2 separate regions of the Sus scrofa genome follow, and region 2 is linked to region 1. The links are chromatin contacts, called in public promoter capture Hi-C maps. All regions are on one chromosome and are shown on one strand. Each heading gives the region's core, a stretch centred on a gene start, on an enhancer-like site or on the middle of the called end of the contact. The rest is flanking DNA. Distances are from core to core; before and after follow the strand shown. Region 1 holds the start of PNRC2 (proline rich nuclear receptor coactivator 2). Region 2 holds the start of MYOM3 (myomesin-3).

Region 1 (3,355 bases), core at 336-2,835:
TCTCTCCACCACCCATCTTCAGCTTCTTTGTCACCTGTAAGCAAATGGAAACAAAATGCTAAGTAAAATTCCACTTAAGATAGTTTAAAACTTTAAAAAAACTTCAGTAGTCACAACTTGTAACCCCAGAAACCTTGGTGAAGACTCAAAGATGTGCTATTCAGCTGCTTTTTACTTAATTACAATGCCCACACTTCATATGCACAGCCTTTGTTACTTCTTGAGAAAAATGAACTTACAAATTGGTATGATCCTCTACTTAAACAGTTTAGGATGAGTCCATAAAAATGTCTGCCCCATTTCAACATGAAGTCTTGGATACCTTTCAGTCTGCTTTTCAGATTGCAGGATTTCCACCACCTGTCCTCTTCCTTGCCGCCAAGCCCAGGATAAGAGATGTTGCTTTCTGACAGATCCTTTCCTTTGTCTCAATACAGAAGTTTTCATGGGCCGATCTGCTGAGTTCAGCCTAGGAACTGAGGCCAACATCTGAGTCTCCTCAGCACACAACCTTGAGAGAAGTCCTAGCTAAAAAGCAAAGATTTCTAAATTATTTCACGTGTTAAACAGGAGAAAGCGATCATTTATTATTTGCTACAGAAATAGTTAAATGGCTACTTCCTAATTAAAAGGCAGAAAATAATGTCTCTAAAGATGGCTTTGACCTTAGAACTGTCATCATCTAAGAACTCTTCTAAGCCTTGAGATCCAGGAACTCATAAGGAATTGGGGAAGGGTGTCCGCCAGACCTCTCAATAAGTTGTATCTTTTTTCTAGGAACTTTTCAGATTCTCACACGGATTCTGTGACCAAAACCAGTCAAACCACAGAAGCATTAACTTTCACAGCCATGCCAAGAAATGGGCTTAAACTGTGTTTCCTAAAGAAGCTATGTTTTTAAAGTCTCACCATTACTTTCCAATCTTTGCACACATTACACATCCGTTTCCACAAAGCCTCCTCTCCAAACAGGTTTACGTGATGCAGCGTTTCCTTTAGTTTTGAACTCTTGACTCCTCCCCATTTTAAAAGAAGTTCCACAAGCCATAACTGAAGTCACTGTCCCATCTAATATGTATGAAAATGCCTATCAGGAACATTAAACATTCAAGATTTCGTTTGCTATTCCAAGAAACCAAGTCACCATATAAATAATAAGCCCTCTTTTTTTTGAAAGAGCGAGAGGCCCTTCCAGACTATTTTAACAGCCCTAAAGAAACTACGAATTCCCGGATCGTGAGTCATTCCCAACAAGAGCCTGGAAAGTTCGGCTCTTCCGATGTGGCTGGGTTTCCGAGCCGCTCCGCGTTGCTCGGGCCCGGCCGGGGAACCCGGTCTTCCCCGCCGCCTGCGCCCGCCGGGCACTGGATCTGACTTCCTACCCCCAACAATGGGGAGCGCGGCCGCCAACATGGCCGCGCCCGCCACTCACCGACTTCAAGCTCGGGACTACGACAGCGGCGGATCCTGCTCGGCGTCGAAGCCCCCCTCCCCTTCCAGGGAGAGACGAGGCACGGAACGAGCGAAGCCAACGGGCACCGACGAGCCTGCTGCAGGCCACCTTAACGTCCCGGCCGACCTCCTCCTTCTGCCTCTACCGACAAAATGGAGGCGACAGTGAGCGCAGAAGCTGGGCCGGGAAGCGCGGCGGCCAATCAAAACACGCTTTCGCGCGGCCCGGCCAATGACACGCGGGCCGCCGCCTGTTGCTGGGGCCCGACGGGGCCGAGGGAGGGGAGGTGGCTGTGGCCGAGGGTTTCAAATACTCCTCGAGAAGAGCATGTCGGGAAAGACCGCTGCGGGCCCCGGCTGCCGCCCTTTCTCGGGCCCCCGAGTGACACCAGCCCCTTCCGGGAGAAGCCCACCAGGCCCCGTCCGACACCCCAAGTCGCGGCCAGCACCAGCCCCTCGCGCCGATTCCAGGGTCCGAGAGCCGCGCGCAAGCGGCTCCGGGGAGAAGGGCGTCGGCCGCCCACTGGAACAGCGGCTTCCTCCCGCGCTGTCCGGCCAGTGGGTCCCGTGGCACTCGGAACCAAGTGGGTTCCGGGCCATGGGGAGTCACTGGAGGGGGCGTTGAGTTCCCGAGTTAAGTTCACTGAGCCGAGTAACCGATCTCTTACACATGGAAGATACTGATCAAAGTTGCTTTCCGAGGCTGGCCCCTGGCCACTTAGTCCAGACACTCCTCCCTCTCTGTTTCTCGGTCACGCCAGCGCCCCAGCTTGCGGTTCCTTCCCGCCCCCCTGGCCCCCAGCCTCGAAATTCTAAGAAGCTACCTCTTCTGTGAAGGCGTTTCCGACGCACGTGCGGGTCAAGTTAATCAGTTCCTCCTTTGTGTCTGACTGGTCTTGAACTTCAATCACACTATGTGGTAGCTACTTGTCCGCGAGTTCCCGCGCACACATCCTCCGGGTGGGGTTGGGCAGGGGGCAAAGCAGGGTTTCGTTTCTCTGAACACAGAGTACGTTGTAAGTGCCCCAAGAAGAGTTTGTTGAGAGGAGAGTTCCCTTACTTATAACCCTTTCTGCAGTGTGTAAATAAAGGGAGGAGAAAAGAGTTAAGTTCGTTTGCCAGTGAGGTGCAGCAAAGAGGAAAAGGACAACTTCTTGGGAATAAATGGATAAGCAACCCAAGGCTCGTATTTTAAAAGAGAACAACAGTTTCTATGAACATAGGAGTTTTTTGGTTTGTTGGTTGGTTTTGCCACCTCATGGGGTCAGATCCAAGCCTTTAACCAGATCCATTAACCCACTGTATCCAGCTGGGGATCCAACCTGCATCCTGGCAATGCAGAGACAGCCTGCCCATCCCCTTGGGCCATAGCAGGAACTCCCTGGGCTTTTTCTGTTGGCCTTGCCCTCTAGTATGTGGAAGTTCCCCTGGCCAAGGATCAAACCTGCTCCATAGCAGTGACCCTAGCTGCTGCAGTGACAAGGCAGGATTTTTTGTTTGTTTTTTAGTCTTGTCTTTTTCCTGCCGCACCTTAGGCTAATGGAGGTCCCCAGGCAAGGGGTCAAATCAGAGCTGTAGCTGCCGGCCTACACCACAGCCACAGCAGTGCCAGATCCCTGGGGCTACACCACAGCTCACCTTAACCCACTGAGTGAGGCCAGGGTCAGACCTGTGTCCTCATGGATACTAGTCAGATTCGTTTCTGCTGAGCCATGACAGGAACTCCAAGGCAGAATTTTTAATATGCTGCACCACAAGAGAACTCCCATATGAGCATTTTTGTCACAGGATTTATATATGCTTTTAATAAGTCCCACATAATTAGTCTTATTAGCTTCAGTTTTTCTGCTACCATCATCTCCCACCCCCAGGTTCTCTAGCCATGGACTTTAATAAGATTTCT
Region 2 (3,355 bases), core at 311-2,810, 140 kb before region 1:
ACCTCAGAGCCACAGCAATGCAGGATCTGAGCCGCATCTGTGACCTACACCACAGCTCATGGCAACGCCAGATCATTAACCCACTGAGCAAGGGCAGGGATCGAACCCGCAACCTCATGATTCCTAGTCGGATACGTTAACCACTGCGCCATGACGGGAACTCCGAGATTTTTTTTTAATTTTAATGTTTTTTATTGAGGTATACTTGACATAGAATAGTACATAAGTTTCAGGTGTACAACATAGTGATTCATAATTTTTAAAGGTTATATGCCATTTACAGTTACTATGAAATACTGTGTGTTCCCTGTGTTGCACAATATAGCCTTATAGTTTATTTGTTTTATATATAGTAGGTCATACCTCTTAATCCCCTACCCCTATCTTGCCCATTCCCCCTTCCCTTTTCCTACTGGTAACCACATGTTTGTTCTCAGTATCTAGGAGTTTGTTTCTTTTTCGTTATATTCTCTAGTTTGTGGTATTTTTTCAATTCCACATATAAGTGATATCATACAGTATTTGTCTTTCTCTGACGCATTTCCCTTAGCATAATACCCTCCAAATCCATCCATGTTGTTGCAAAAGCCAAAATTTCACTCTTTGTTATGACTGAGTAGTATTCCATTGTGTCTGTATGTGTGTATGTGTGTATTGATCACATCTTCTTTATCCATCCATCTATTGATAGACACTTATGTTGCTCCCTTATCTTGGCAACTATAAATAATGCTGCTATGAACACTGGGATGCATGAATCTTTTTGATTTAATTTTCTCTCTCTCTCTCTCTCTCTCTCTTTTTTTTTTTTTTTTTTTTTTTTTTGCTATATACCCAGGAGTGGAATTGCTGGGTCATAGGGGAGTTCTAGTCCTAGCTTTTTGAGAAATCTCCATATTATGTGGCTGCACTAATTTACATTCCCACCAGCAGTGTACAAGGAATCCCTTTCAGGAGTCTGAGATTTGAGCTGAAGAATTCATCTGTGTGTTCTCTCTCTTTCTCTCTCTCTCTCCTGAGGAGTCCCCAGAGCACTAAGAAGAATGATAGGCACAGTGGTCCTGGCCCCCTGAGGCCCCAGGAAGAGGCCAGGAGCTGTGTCTCTGGACTGGAGCTGGGACAGCCCCCCCCACACACACCTGCTCATCCTCTGAGACCTGGCTCAGGTGTACCTGCCTGATCACCCCTGGTTGTAAGAGCCTGTCTCCCCATCTAGATTAGGATTTCTCCTGTGTCAGAGGTCTTTTCCTCTCTGCATCTTCAGTGTCCACCAGGCCGGGGTATGAATGTGAAAGGAAGGAATTGAAATGGGAGACGGGGGTGGGAGGAGTGGGGGGCAAAGATCAGGACGAAAGTTCCCACAGGGGCCACTCCAGATGCCTGAGAACTTTGGACAATGAGGAAGGAAACGACTTCTCCTCTCCTGCCTGTGACACCCCCTCCACAGGGGCAGGGGCAGGGGCTGGTCAGTCGCTGCTGGACATGGGTGTGCAGAGAGATGAGAAGAAACCTGCTTCCATTCTAGCCCGTGATGACTTATGAGCACTAAAGACCCATGTTTAGGTCATACCCCTTCCATGTCTCCATGAAGTCTGGGGGCCCAGCCTCACTGTCTCTATTTTCAGAAGGGGAATCAGATCAGAGAAGCTCAGTGTCTTCCCCAGAGCACCTGTCCGTTGGGGGAGAATTCAGATCAGAACTCTCAGCCACCAAGAAAACCACCCCGATCTGTTCTCCGTACAGCCAGGCCTGAGCACCCACCTTCTTTCCACTGTAATTGGGGAGGGGGCTCTTTTTAGGCAGGAGGGGTGGAGCTGAGGGGAGGAGCTGTCTGCGGGAGGTGGGTGGGGTGCGGGCAGCTCCACCTGTCGCTGCCGCCTGGGCAACGCTGGACCCAAGGAATGGCCCCTCCCCTCCGTTCCCCCCCCCCCCATAGTTCTCATCCATTGTCATCACACTGTCTCGGCACTGCTATATTTAAGGCCCGTGCAGGCTCCGGGATCACATTCTTCTTCCAGTCCCCGCCGAGCCCAGGGCAAGAGGAAACCCAGGACCCTCTCATCCTCTGAAAACTTCTCCCCAGAGACACCTAAGTAGACACAGCTGCTTCTGTGAGTCGCCTCCAGGGACGGTGCGGGAGGGGGTGCGGGGGGGGGGGTGGGTAGGAGGGGGATCTCCAAAGAGTGAAGACCTCAACTTTCCACTGGGAAGTGTGTGTGTGTGTGTGTGTGTGTGTGTGTGTGTGTGTTATATGTGTGTTGGGAAAGGATCCTGGGAGATTTGGAAAGAAAAAAGTAGACATATTTGGGCATTACCCCAAGTGGAAATGGAGGGAAATTCTAGAAAAAACAAAATCTCTGCCCCATCTCCCTATTCGATGAGGCCCTGGGTCTTCTGAGCTGAGCTTCTGTGATGTGAAAGCTACATTAAAAAAAAAAAAAAAAAAAAAAAAAAAAACAAGCCATTGAGGGATGCCCTGGGAAGTGGAGGCTTTCCTGCAGGAATTAGGAATCAGCAGGGACCAGAGTGGGCTGGCAGCTCTAGCAAACCTAGAGCACTGCTGGTGGAGCCCGGCTTGGCCTGCCCGGCAGGCAGGGGATGGGAGCAAGCCCGCAGGGCCAGGAGGGCTCTCATCCAGCCTGGGCTCATGGGCAGGAAACCGAGGCCCGGCAGGAAAGGCGCTGCCTCACTTCCTCAGCGGCCTCAGAAGCTGGTGGAACCGCTAAGCACACACCTCGGCCTGCCCGGACCCCTTGCATGGCTGTGTCCCAGCTCCCGCCCACAGCACCCAGCTCAGGGCTCTGAGTCACTCTGGCCCTGTGAGCTTCCCTTCCCCTCTGGAGGAGGAAGGAGGAGCAGAAGAGGCCTCCTGCCCCTTCTCACCGGGGGTGCTGTCAGGGGGCCAGTGGAAAACAACCTGAGGCTTGGGAGGGGAGGGGAGCAGTGGGGAGTGCCCAGGGCCTTGCACCCTCAGGGGGAAGGCCAGAGGGATGGTTCCCCTCCTGGCCCCCATACCGTCAAGCCCTCCCCGGTGGCCAGGCACACACAGTGTTCTGGAAAGAGGACGGGGAAGCTCCGATCTTCTCACTGCTTAATCCCAAGCCTCAGCCAGTGCTTTAAAAAGAATCGATGGCTCATCCGCTAAAGCCAGGGGTCTGGTTGCGGGCAGCGCAGGAGGTCAGGGATGAGCGCCAGGCCTGCCCCGCTGTGCTAATCAGGAACGGAGCAGGGAGCCAGCAGCTGGCGCCAGGGGACGTTAGCCTTAGCTGCCTCACCAGGGCCCCACGTCCCAGGAAAGCAGGGGCCTCTCCCACCCAAGGTGCTGGAAACTCTTTTCTTAGGCTGCAAGGAGGAG

What was found. Promoter capture Hi-C pulls out the DNA fragments that hold promoters and counts their contacts.
Region 2: a contact with region 1 is called in a promoter capture Hi-C map of fetal skeletal muscle, with 2.8 times the contacts expected there. The contact joins the promoter of MYOM3 here to the promoter of PNRC2 in region 1. A contact is called at or near these places in 2 of 5 promoter capture datasets (fetal skeletal muscle and liver), 2 of 47 Hi-C or Micro-C datasets (embryonic fibroblasts and liver) and 1 of 2 datasets of contacts at active chromatin or transcription factors (skeletal muscle).

Annotation. Positions count from the first base shown.
Region 1 is chr6:81,721,156-81,724,510 of Sscrofa11.1, reverse strand. PNRC2 (proline rich nuclear receptor coactivator 2) reads right to left here and starts at 1,585. Exons shown (of 3, transcript NM_001244508.1): 1 at 1,433-1,585; 2 at 323-528; 3 at 1-34. The coding sequence starts at 16.
Region 2 is chr6:81,857,711-81,861,065 of Sscrofa11.1, reverse strand. It overlaps MYOM3 (myomesin-3), which reads left to right and starts at 1,560. Exons shown (of 38, transcript XM_021095533.1): 1 at 1,560-1,773; 2 at 1,983-2,111.